Regions from separate parts of the Mus musculus genome. Here region 2 is linked to region 1. A link is a contact called in public HiChIP or PLAC-seq data. All regions are on one chromosome and are shown on one strand. The core of a region is the stretch at or near the end of the contact, and the rest is flanking DNA. Distances in the headings are between cores, read along the strand shown. Region 1 overlaps Nufip1 (nuclear fragile X mental retardation protein interacting protein 1). Region 2 has its middle 45 kb from the start of Lacc1.

Region 1 (6,094 bases), core at 1,004-3,503:
TGCTGTCATGTAAGGAAGGAAGACTGTGGTTGAGTTAATTAAGAGTTGAAGATACTGGGTAATAGGGAAAGCTTTTTAAAATGCTTGATTTAGCCAGATATATATAAGGGAGATATATTTTGTTTCAATTCAAGAGTTATTTAACAGTGACCAAGGGTAGTATTTTAAAGAGGCTCAGTGGGTAGAGCACTTTACACACAAGCCTGACACCGAGTTCTGTCTCAAAAACCCTACATAAAAATGGAGAGAGCCAACTCCACAGAGTTGTACCCTTGACCTCCATGACTGCTCTGTCTGTCTGTCTCTGTCTCTCACACACACAAACATACATATGTGCACGCACACACATGTGTACACACTCATTATACACAAATACATATATACACACATGTATACAACACAACACATGTATGCAAACCTATGATGATTGTGATGGTTTGTATATGCTTGGCCCAGGGAATGGCACTGTTAGGAGGTATAGCCCTGTTAGAGTAGGTGTGTCGCTGTGGGCTGGGCTTTAGACACTAGCTGCCTGGAAGGGAGTCTTCTCTTAGAGGCCTACAGATGAAGATGTAGAGCTTTCAGCAATTCCTGCAGCATGCCTGCCTGGATGCTGCCATGCTCCCACCTTTATTGTTGGGAGCGACCCTGTTTGTTAACTGCCTCGTCAGCCGTAAGTGCTTACTCACAAAGCTTTGGCCTTAGTGGACGAGTACTAGCTTAGAGATTAATATGAGATTTCTGTGGGAAGAAGTTGAGGCCTCTGTGGGAAAGTACTACCCCCAGTTAAGAACAGGTACCTAGCAACCCATTCTGTTCTGTTTCCCCTGCTGACTTTTTACCAATATCCTGCTTTTGGGAACAGGTGTGTTTCCCCCAGAAACAAAGCGATTCTGCATCACCCCCCTCCCCATATCCTGCTTCTGTGGGCATAAAACCTGCCTGGGAATAATAAAAATTTGACAGCTTGATCAATCAGACTTGCTGTCCGTCCTTGTGTTTCTCGCCTCTCATTCTCTCCACAGGTGGTTCATCAGACCCTGTTAGACTGTCCCACGGGCCAGGACACTTTATGATACTGGACTGAACTTCTGAACCTGTAAGCCAGCCCCAATTAAATGTTGTCCTTATAAGAGTTGCCTTGGTCATGGTGTCTGTTCACAGCTGTAAAACCTGAACTAAGACAATGATAAATAAAAACTCAAAAATAAACATCAAATTAATCAGGAAGATTCAGCTTCTGCTATGACACTTTATCATACTGACTTCCTCAGTCCTGCCTGCCCCCCAAACAGTCCCCTGTTTTCATGTCATATGTCCCTCCCTCCCAAACCCCCCCCCCAACTGACGAGTTATTGAGACCTTGTCTCCTGTGATGCCATGGGATCAGGTTTTCCACCATTATATTAGCATTCCACTTTAAAATTATTATTTTATTTCATGTACGTGGATTCTACCTGCATCTATGTCTATGCACCATGTGTGTGCCTAGTGTCTGGAGATCAGACAAGGCCCTCAGGTATCCTGAGATGAGTTTCAGAGAGATGGGAGCTGCCATGTGGGTACTGGGAGTTGACCCCATATCCTCTAGAAGAGCAGCCGGTGCTCTTAACCACTGAGCCACCTCTCTAGTCCCACTTCTACCTTTTGACAGGTAGAGAGGCTAGGATTCTGAAAAACCAGTCTGTTACTGTAGTTGAAAAATCAATTTTATCTGATATTAGATTATTGAAGTTTGTAGATCTTATTTGCAAGACAAAAGGGGAAACTGCTTTGTGTTAGCCCTGGCCTCTCCAGGACCCTAGAATGCCCGGCATCACTGATCACAGATAAAGATTCAGGATCGGGCTGGTGAGATGGCTCAGTGGGTAAGAGCACCCGACTGCTCTTCCGAAGGTCAAGAGTTTAAATCCCAGCAACCACATGGTGGCTCACAACCATCCGTAAAGAGATCTGACTCCCTCTTCTGGAGTGTCTGAAGACAGCTACAGTGTACTTACATATAAATAAATCTTAAAAAAAAAAAAAAAAAGATTCAGGATCAGTCAATTCCCAGACCAGTTGTACTGGTTCATCCCATTTTCCCAGTTAACTTTACCTTACTTGGGAAAGCTACTGTGCCCCGTCATTCTGTGCTCTTGTCATTCTGTTGTGTGCTTAGCTGTGGGGTACAAGTTGTTTGTGGTATAGGTGGAAAATTGAGTAGGTCTTCCTTGAGTTTTAGAAACTGCTTGCTTACCCTTTGTAAGTTCCCTGCTGTGATTCTCAATGCAGTTCATCTAGGAAGAAGGGCCTCAACAGCCTAGCTGATCTGTAACGTACAGTGAGTCAGCGGTTCACAATAGCACAAGAATTCCACGAGCTTAGAGTTTATAAGTGGATCACAGATGCCTGCATGAAATACTACATTTCAGTATTTCAGAGAATAATAACAATTAACAAGTATATCTGGATATGAATCATTTTACTTTCACCATTTATTTCTTTTTCTATCTTTTTCTTTGAAACAGGGTCTTACTGTGTAGCCATGGCTAGCCTATAACTCACAGAAATGGACCTGTCTCTGCCTCCCAAGTGCTGCAATAAAAGGTGTGTGTGTGCCACCTCAGCAGCTCATTTGCGTGGTGTTGTAATAGATGTATTTAAGACTAAAACCGCACTTCTGAGTTCTGACTTGGCTGCATCCGACAGGCTTTTGATCTAGAATCTGTTGTCTTTCCAGTGAGGATTACAGACTGGTTGTCGTGTGTGTGTGTGTGTGTGTGTGTGTGTGTGTGTGTGTGTGTGTGTGTGATCATAAGCACTTGGAGGATAGAGGAGGGTCGAGGCTGCAGCTAGCCTGCTAGCCAGTAATCCCAGATCCTCCTGTGTGTTCCAGTGCTGCACTGGTGTTAACAGGCCTGAGTGTGGCCACGCCCAGCTTGTTATATACTTCGTGGGAATTTGAACTTGGGTCTTAACGCTTGTATAGAAAGCATTAAGGATGGGTCAGAGGATCCATCTCCCTGCCCAGTTTATTTTATTTTATTTTATTTTATTTTATTTTATTTTATTTGGTTTTCTTCTAGACAGGGTCTCTGTATAGCTCTGGCTGTCTGGCTGTCCTGGAACTCACTCTGTAGACCAGACTGGCCTCGAACTCAGAAATCCGCCTGCCTTTGCCTCCCAAGTGCTGGGATTAAAGAAGGCGTGCACCACCACTGCCCAGCTTTTTTTTTTTTTTTTTAAGATACATATATTTTATTCATATGAGTACACTGTAGCTGTCAGACACATCAGAAGAGGACATCAGATCCCCATTACAGATGGTTGTGAGCCACCATGTGGTTGCTGGGAATTGAACTCAGGACCTCTAGAAGAGCTGTTAGTGCTCTTAACCACTGAGCCATCTCTCCAGCCCCTATCTTTATTTTTAACAATAACTTTGTTTGACATTTACAAATGAGTAGAATATATCATGTATATTTTTCTTGTGGAATAAATGTTAAATATTTGTAAATATTTGAGCTTTGCCAGTTTGGGGATACAAGGGTTTGGGTATTTTGCTCGCTAATTACTCAGACCTGTTATTTCTATGGTTTTGCTCATTGATTTCTGAGAGCACTGTATGACTTGGCAAATTGTACCTTTTATAATTGAAATACTCTTGTCACTAGTATCTTTGATATTTTTAACCCTTTTTTCCAATTAATGTAATAAAAGTTCTATTTATTTATTTTTTTGTTTGTTTGTTTGTTTGTTTTTCGAGACAGGGTTTCTCTGTGTAGCCCTGGCTGTCCTGGAGCTCACTTTGTAGACCAGGCTGGCCTTGAACTCAGAAATCCGCCTGCCTCTGCCTGAGTGCTGGGATTAAAGGCGTACGCCACCACACCCGGCTTTTATTTATTTATTTATTTACTTACTTACTTAATTACTTACTTATTTTAAGTGTATGTGAGTATATGCCACTTGTGTGGAGGACAGAAGCTGTCAGGTCCTTGGAGTTACGGGAAGTTGGTGCTGGGACTGGAACTTGGGTCCTTGGGAAATGCTCTGAGCTGCTGAGCCATTACTCCTGCCTTGGAACAGCCTGAGGAATTTCATCTGCTAGCATTAATTGAAATTCTTGAAATGTTCAAATTATCTCCTATCACATTGTTCTGTATTTTCTATGTATCATGCTTTTCTCTTTGTTTTCTCCTTTGTTTTTCAAACCTACTTCAGTCCCTAGGGCTGCTCTCAGCACCCAGATGTTTACAGGCAGCACATTCTGCCAGTGCTTGGCAGATGTAACAGCCAGGTTAGATCCATGTAGATTTTTTCACGTGGCTGTCAGCCACAGAGAACATCTGGAGGTCAGTGGTGGACACGTGTCCGTGTGTGCCCATGTGTGAGCCTAGGGTTGTGAGAGCTACCTCATTTCAGACACCCAAAGGGTTATCCGTGCTTCCTGACCAGTTTCTCCAGCACATTCTGTCCACAGAGAAATCCACAGCCTTGACCTTGGCACTTGGTGGCCCCCCAGGACACATGGGAGAACTTGGCTGTGGACTTAAGGCTTCTCGTGCACTGGAAGCCCTTGTCCTTTTCAAAGCTACAATTTGTGTAGCTCTGCAGCTCCGTCTCCCAAGCCCTGGCCCCTGCTCTATATCCTGGGAGTGTTTCCTGCAGGCCTCATGCGAGGCTTTACTCACGCCACAGTAGCCGGAAAGAGCTTGTTTGGATTCCAGCATCTTAGATTGGTTGAGTCCTGCTTTTTCTATTTGTTTGTTTGTTTAGTTGGTTTGTTGGTTGGTTTTTTGAGACAGCGTTTCTCTGTGAGTATCCCTGGCTGTCCTAGATTCAATCTGTAGACCAGGCTAACTTTGAACTCACAAGCAATCTAGCTGCGTCTCATCTGCTTCCCAAGTGCTCGGACTAACAGCACGTGTTTCCAGGCCAGGTGCTTTTTTCTTATTTTTATTGGTGATCTGGACAAGTTTTATTGTGCCTTTTTTCCCCCGCCTTTTGTTTTTTTTTGTTTTTTTTTTGACAAGAGTCTCTTGCGGTCCTGGCTGGCATCAAACTCAGTATGTGGCTGAGGCTCGTTCTCTGTTTCTGATCCTCCTGCATCCGCCTTCCAAGTGCTGGGAACACAGTCTGCACTTACTCAGTTCAACACTCTAGGTATCTTTTCTTAGTGTCAGCTGAGTTGCCACATATATGCATCTACCCACCTCAGCTTGTCATTTCCCTCTCCTGACCTCCTCTGATATTATTCCTGAGATTTTAGCTTCAGGTTAAGCTGTTACTTTGTTAAGACAAAGTTTCTCTAAGTATCCCTGGCTGTCCCAGCACTCCAAAGGCCAGGCTGGCCTTGAAACTCAAGAGAGATCTGCCTGCCTCTGCCTTCTGAGTTATGGGACTAAGAGTCCCATAATCAGGCCCTGCAATTTCTTACCTTTTGTGTGTTATAATTTGTATATTTATTATATATATAACAAATATATATAATATTTATTTTAATATTTTCTATTGGCCTTTTTTCTTTAGTTTTTTTTTCTCCTCTTTCCCCTCCTTCCTTCCCCTCTTTTCCTGTCCCTCTTCCTCCTCTTTGCCCTTGTTCCTTTTCCTTTCCACTCCGCACTAGTTTTCTAGTTTGTCACAACTTGTCTTCACATAATCAAGTTTCAGTCCTAATTCTTTTTTTTTTTTAAAGATTTATTTATTTATTATATGTAAGTACACTGTAGCTGTCTTCAGACACACCAGAAGAGGGCATCAGATCTCATTAAGGATGGTTGTGAGCCATCATGTGGTTGCTGGGATTTGAACTCATGACCTTCGAAAGAGCAGTCGACGCTCTTAACCGCTGAGCCATCTCTCCAGCCCGAGTCCTAATTCTTTAATCTTCATTTCAGGCTAAAATACTTTTCCTTCAGAATTTTGAAGGCAGTTTGCTGTCTGCTAGTTGCTTACTGTGTTCAGAATTGTTTGTCAGAACCAATCTCATTATTTATTCATTAATTTATTGTTTGATAAATTACCTGCTCTTCTGTCATGAAGACCTTTAGGGTTGGTGTGTGTACGCATGTGACAGGCGTCCTAACATTTCACCAGCATGTGTCCATTTATA
Region 2 (6,415 bases), core at 1,844-4,343, 850 kb after region 1:
TTTGTGCATGTGTGGGGGTGTATGTACATGAGTGTGGGTGCCTGTGGAGGCCAGAGGAAGATGTAAGATTCCCTGAGGTTTCCCCATTTTTTTTGTTCCTCATTTAATAATGTGCTGTTCAATTTCCATGCGTTTGCACAAAGTTCTGTGGTTTCTCTCGCTGTTGGTTTCTAGTTTTATTTACTGTGATTAGATAGAATACCAAAAATCATTTCAATGTTCCTGTATTTGTTAAGATTTGATTTATGACCTAAAATACAGCCTATTTTAGAGAAAGAACACTCCCATGCATTGGTGAGAATGAGCATTCTGAAATATTTGGTAGTCTGTTCTATAGATGGTTTTTTAGGTCCATTTGATATAGAATGTTGTTTAACTCTAATGCTTATCTGTTAATTTTTTTTGTCTTCATAGTTCATATATTGGAGCAAATGGGGTACTGAAGTCACCCACTACAGCTACGTTAAGGCCGATCTGTGTCTTAACATACAGTCCTGTTTATTTTATGAAAGTGGATTGCTGAAATCTAGTAAACACATACTGAGCTGCTGTATCATCTTAGTGAAATGTTCCCTTGATCAATATGAAGTAGCTGTTTTCTCTCCTCACTGCTGTTGGCTCGAAGCTTGCTGTGTATGATGACCTCAGTACACTGATAGCTGCTTGCTTCCTGGTTCTCTGTTCATGGAATGCCTTCTCCCATCCTTTTACTGTAAAGCTCTGTTCATTTTCACCAGTGAGGGAAAACAAATACCTCTTGCAGGCAAGAAATGGCTGGATCTTGAATTTTAATACAACCTGCTAGTCTGTATCATTTTATTGAAGAATTGAGATTACTAATGTTCAGGTGTATTGTGGAGCTGTAACCAGTCATCCATTTTTTGTAGTATTTGATATTTTCCTAATCATCATCTTTTATATTTAGTCTTCTTGTAGAGTTTAATTCTGCCTTGTAAACTCATAGATGTCTTTATCTTCACTGTATACATTTCCTCCAGGCATTCTGCTGGTATGGAGATTATACATTTCTTTGTTGTATGTTTATTGTGGAAATGTATTTCTTTCTCTTTCAATTATGAAGGATAGTTTTGCTGGGTAAAGTAATTTTGGTTGACATTATCTTTCAGAGATTAAAGCCCAGTATTGTGAGCCTCCTGGCTTTTAAGAGTTTCTACTGAGAATTCCATACTTACTCTTATGGGTATGGTTTTATATATAACCCAATGTCTGTCTGTCTGTCTCTCTCCTGCCAATATTCCTTCTCTGCTCTATACATGAAGCATTTTAACTACAATACAACATGAAGGGCTTCTTTTCTGGTGTTGTGTGTTTGTTACCTAAGGTGTCTCTGACCAAGCCTGCTCAGTCAGTCAACAGGTTCTCCAGTGCGGGAGTGAGGAGTGGGTGGGTAGGAGGCGGGGAGGGTATGGGGGACTTTTGGGATAGCATTTGAAATGTAAATGAAGAAAATACCTAATAAAAATTGGGAAAAAAAAGAAAATAGATGCTTATCTTTAAAAAAAAAAGGGGGGGGGGAAATGAAAAAAGACAGTTAGATAACACTGTAGCATGACCCCCATCAATTCTGAGACTGAAGGCAAATTTAATTTTCCCAATCTGCTTTTTATACCATTTTAATTACATGCAAGTATTAAGGGTGAGCAGTACAATAAGCAACTAGAAAGACAATAGTCAAGGAACAAGCAAGACAATAAACACAAAGCCCCGTGATCACTCCGGCTGTTTCTAAGGATGATCAAGATATCTGAGCCTACTTCTTTGTTCTACCCTAAAACCAGATTCTTACTTCCTTGTCCTTGGCCAATGTCAGGTCCCTGCCTGAACTTACTCTTTTGTCATGCTCTAATGTCAAATTCCTTCCTGAGCTTACTTCCTTGTCATGGTCTCTTCTCCTCTCTCTCTCTCTCTCTCTCTCTCTCTCTCTCTCTCTCTCTTTCTTTCTTCCTTCCATTTTGCTTTTTCCTGTGCCTCCCCTTCCTATGAGATAGCATTGGCTGCTTGGTCACCAGTAAACCTTTCTTTCAACCAACCCACAGAGCAGTTTACTTTTGTGGTTTCACTGTGTCTTTGCTTACAAAAAGGAATGTGCCCATTCTCAGACATGACCTTTCTCTCTACCCTGGGCAGAAGCACTGTTAAGCTACTTTCTAGGTCTACAGATATATCTACTCTAAGTGCTTTGTAGAACTTGGATCAGATAACATGTGACATTTGGGCACATGTAAAGGTGTTAATGAACATGCTCTGTTATACAATAAAAATTAAATGAATTTAGGGTCACCTGAGTTCTTGAACTTACATATTTACTACTAGCTTTATGGCTTTGGGAAGTCATTTTATTTCTGTGTCTCTTTGTTTGTTTGGAAAATGAGATTAGCAGTTATCCTCTTAAAAGATAATAGTGAGAAATTAGATGATATGGCAAGTTCCTGGACAAGGTTTTGTTCAGTAAATATCGGTTGGTATCTGCATCCCTACATGCCCATAGCAGCATATGTAATTAATGGATGATTGATAAAAATGGTAATGTCATTCCTTTAGAATACCAATGGACTCTCAGTGACCCAAGGGAAAGGCAGTATCTATACTGGAAGATCTTCCTTTGCCTTTTGTCTCCCAGCCATTGTTCTCCTTCAACGTAGAGACAACACAACCCACAACAAAAGAACCTGAGATCAGAGGGAAAGCTTTTGGGGTCTGGTTCTGATGCTCACATACTGAAAGTTCTTAGAAAATTCAGGTTATTTCTCTCAACCTCTTGCATTCATTTTCAAAGACTTTTAATCTAATTGTTGTTGGGTTTTTTTTTTCATACTGTAGGACAAAGGAAGCTGGAATTATATACCTGAACAATGTGTGAACTATCTTTCAGAGATGAGCAATAGCATGGGACTCCTACATAGGAAGAAAGAGAAAAGGAAAGGACAAAACAAAGGATCTCATGCAAGGGAAAGAAAAGTTCAACCACCATTCATCAATGAAATTAAATCCAGAGATGTCCAAACAAAGCAGGAACTTTCACCATAAAAATAATAAGGCTGACTCACAGAAAAGAAATCCATTAGCATGCTAATCCAATTCCTCAAAATAAAGAGAAGGAAGACATTATGATAAGTTTAGTTGACTCATACTTACAATGCAGGGTGCAATGATTGAATCAACAGCTTGAAGGAAATTTGATAGAATACTCCAAAGTAGGAAACCTGCAAAACAATTCAGTCTTTATGGGAGAGACATGGCTGAGTCTTGAAAAAAAAAAAAAAAAAAAAAAAAGGATGCAACTTCTTTTTTTTTTTTTTAAAGATTTATTTATTTATTATATGTGAATACACTGTAGCTGTCTTCAGACACTCCAGAAGAAGGTGTCAGATCTTGTTAGGATGGTTGTGAGCCACCATGTGGTTGCTGAGATTTGAACTCAGGACCTTTGGAAGAGCAGTTGGTGCTCTTAAGCGCTAAGCCACCTCTCCAGCCCAGGATGCAACTTCTAAGAGAAGGTAGTGTAAGTTACACAAGTTTTCTGTAGATCCCAATTAAAAAAAAAAAAAACTACAATCCTACAAACTTTCAGAATAGTTAAGAGAATAGATATTAGTTGGAATTGGCTATTTAAGTAGTTTAGCTTTAACAAGGTAAAGAAAAGAATAGAAATAATCTTGGAAACTCTCCACATTTTGCCTTGTTGGTTTTTGATTTTTTTTTTTTAAATAAAGAAGCTAGGCAAATTACCTATCTTCTAGTCAGAAGCAATTATGTGAAGTTCAGATGGAGAAATATAAAGCTGGTGTCATGGAAATATTCAAATTGATAAATTCCAGCCTTTTTAAACAGGCTGAGGAGTTTTTCAAAAATAGCCATGAGGTAGGATCCATTATTAGCATAGAAGTAGGCTGAACATTCTCCTCTGAAATTACTCTGGCTCTTTATCTGTATCAAGTGATTTATGTCATGATAAAAAAGAAATCTTTGATCCAAAGGAACAAGGCCAATAACATTTTCCATTTATTTATCTCTTTCAAAGAATATATAGAACAGTAAAACATATACACATGCATGTATACATATAGATGCATTTATTTACATGCATAGCTAATGGATGCATAGTTTTCTTTCAACTAGGTATTAGGGATTTGCAGGCAATCAGAGGGCAAGGAATGTCGCAAAGATCACAGCACAGAACGGACCCAGCGCAGGAGATTTATTGGGGTGGGTGGTGGAGAGAATGAATGGCTGCCTCAGACTGAGGATGGACAAGAAGAGGGCAAGCTGTGCAGCATGGGTTTCATAAAGGGTATGCACCCCACAAGGACAGTGGAAATGCGTGGTGTTGGTGGCTGGTGATGATGTGACTGCTGGCTGAGCTGCAGAAGGCAGGCTGGTTCTGGAGTGTGGGCAGTCTTCAGTTAACAAACACTAGAAGCTTTTTCTTTATAGCCAAGGTTATCCCGGAACTCACTATGTAGCCCAAGATGGCCTTGAATTTAAAGCCATCTTCCTGCCGCAGCCTTGCGGTGCTTAGGATTATAGATACATGCCACCATACTGAGCTTGAAGTGTTTCAATTCTTGCTAGACCTGGTACCATACATCTATGGCCTACTTATGTACTTACGGAGATGCTATTCTAAAATATTCTATTGCCTTGCCTCCTACTGTAAAAATGATGGCATTCTCAGAAGCCAGGCAAACCTGAGACTCCATTTCTGATTTTCATAGGATTCAACTATCCCACTCCTGAATAAATATCCAAAGGGTGTAACTGACACCCCCGCCCCCGTGTTTACTGCAGCACTACTCCAAATAGCCAAGATTGGTAATCAACACAGGTATATCCACCAGCATATATTAAGAGACTTATGTACAACTGGATCTTATTCAGTTACAAAAAAGAAGGAAATTGTGTCATTTGCAACAAAATGGATCAAACCAAAAGACTTTATACTTAATGACATAAACCAGGCACAGAAAGACAAATACTATATATCTTGAATGATAGAATATTAGGCTTCAAGAAGAGTAGACAGTGGTTACTAGAGCCTAGGAAAGGGAGCAGAAATAAAGAAGGTTAGATACCGGACACAAGCAGTTAGATGGGAAGAATAATTCACAGTGTTTTAAAGTGCCAGGAGGCAAGTTTGTTTTACACTGTGCCCAACCTAAAGCCCGCGGACTGCATTGGCTTCAGGGTAACTATGAATGTGATTCACCATGAAAACTTACTCGAAACCTTATGAGAAGTTGCTTTTTTGTTTTTTCATTTTTCTTCTTTTGTAATTTTATTTAATGGTTTTCAGTCATGAACTTTATAGATGACATCATTTGTGACACAACATCAAAAGGCTAGACATCCCTTCAATCTATTATATGTTCTATGAAGAACTAGAAAAGACAAATTCAAACGCTTCAGGAAATGATAAAAGGGGAGAAGTAGTCACCACTTTTATTTGATCATTATACATTCTACACATACCTGCAATAGCAAACTACAATCCATAAATATGTTTGACCATATGTCAGTATTAAGAACCCAGGTCTGGTGGTGCATGCCTGCGATCCCAGCACTTCAGAGGCAAAGGCAGGAGGATTATCTCCTCCTTGAGGCCAACCTGGGCTACATATCAAGTTCTGGATAGGCCAGGGCTACAAAGCAAGACCTTGCTTCAAAAATACATAAGTAAATAGTTAAAAACAAAATAAAAATTAAAAGTAGTAAGAAGACAACATTCTCCAAAGATATTCATCTCCTATAGATTATGTAAATCACTCTCTGAGCCATTATGGAAGCAGAACTTGAGCCATGCACATTTTTTCCTAGTTTTATTCTATCAGCGATCTACTGAAATGTTTGTAACAGCTTTTACAGTGAAAGCAACTGGGAAATAAGGTCCAACCCAGCTCCAATGCTCAGGTTCAAGGAAGGCAAACAATGTTCAGAGTCTAGCCTGGTCTTCTGGAATTCACTACACCAAGGCAGACAGCCAGTACTGAGCCAACTTGGGCATGGTCCTTCTGGGGAGAGGGAAAGAAAAAGTGACTTGATACTGGCATGCAGTAGTCTTACCCTAACTGTATGTGGAAAGGGCCAAAATCCGGACTCCAAGCAAGCAACATGAAACTCATTGTGAAAACCAAGTGCACAAACATTCTTTAATAGAAAATGATGGCACAGGAAGACAGTTATTGACTGCTATTCATCAAGACTGAGCCCTTTCCAATACTCATAATTATCCAGGTTCTCACCCCAGCCTTAAACACATTCACTAAATCTCTCTAACAGGCCACATAAAATTAATCCCTAGTTCTTGGATTTGTTTTGTCGTCCTTAGTGTTCCCCTAAGAGTATGTTGTTGTTTTGGTTTTTTTACTATTGTTTTGTTTTGTTTTCCAAATAGTCA

The links. HiChIP or PLAC-seq counts read pairs in DNA pulled down with a chosen protein or histone mark.
Region 2: a contact with region 1 is called in an H3K27ac HiChIP or PLAC-seq map of embryonic stem cells, with 5 times the contacts expected there. The contact joins two enhancer-like sites. A contact is called at or near these places in 1 of 39 promoter capture datasets (second pharyngeal arch cranial neural crest), 12 of 484 Hi-C or Micro-C datasets (the STO cell line, astrocytes, cardiomyocytes and 6 more), 2 of 115 datasets of contacts at active chromatin or transcription factors (both in embryonic stem cells) and 1 of 9 other capture datasets (embryonic stem cells).

What each region holds. Positions count from the first base shown.
Region 1 is chr14:76,136,403-76,142,496 of GRCm38.p6, forward strand. Nufip1 (nuclear fragile X mental retardation protein interacting protein 1) reads left to right here. Exons shown (of 10, transcript NM_013745.5): 10 at 1-977. Among named protein-coding and RNA genes, the nearest start is that of n-TEttc6, 13 kb to the right of the region's middle. Within about 2 kb of position 2,254, at least 4 of the 459 cell types and tissues checked have an H3K27ac peak or open chromatin away from gene starts, as enhancers often do. A contact at or near this core is called in embryonic stem cells, where this site is marked.
Region 2 is chr14:76,988,763-76,995,177 of GRCm38.p6, forward strand. No RefSeq gene overlaps it. Among named protein-coding and RNA genes, the nearest start is that of Lacc1, 45 kb to the right of the region's middle. Within about 2 kb of position 3,094, at least 12 of the 459 cell types and tissues checked have an H3K27ac peak or open chromatin away from gene starts, as enhancers often do. A contact at or near this core is called in embryonic stem cells, where this site is marked.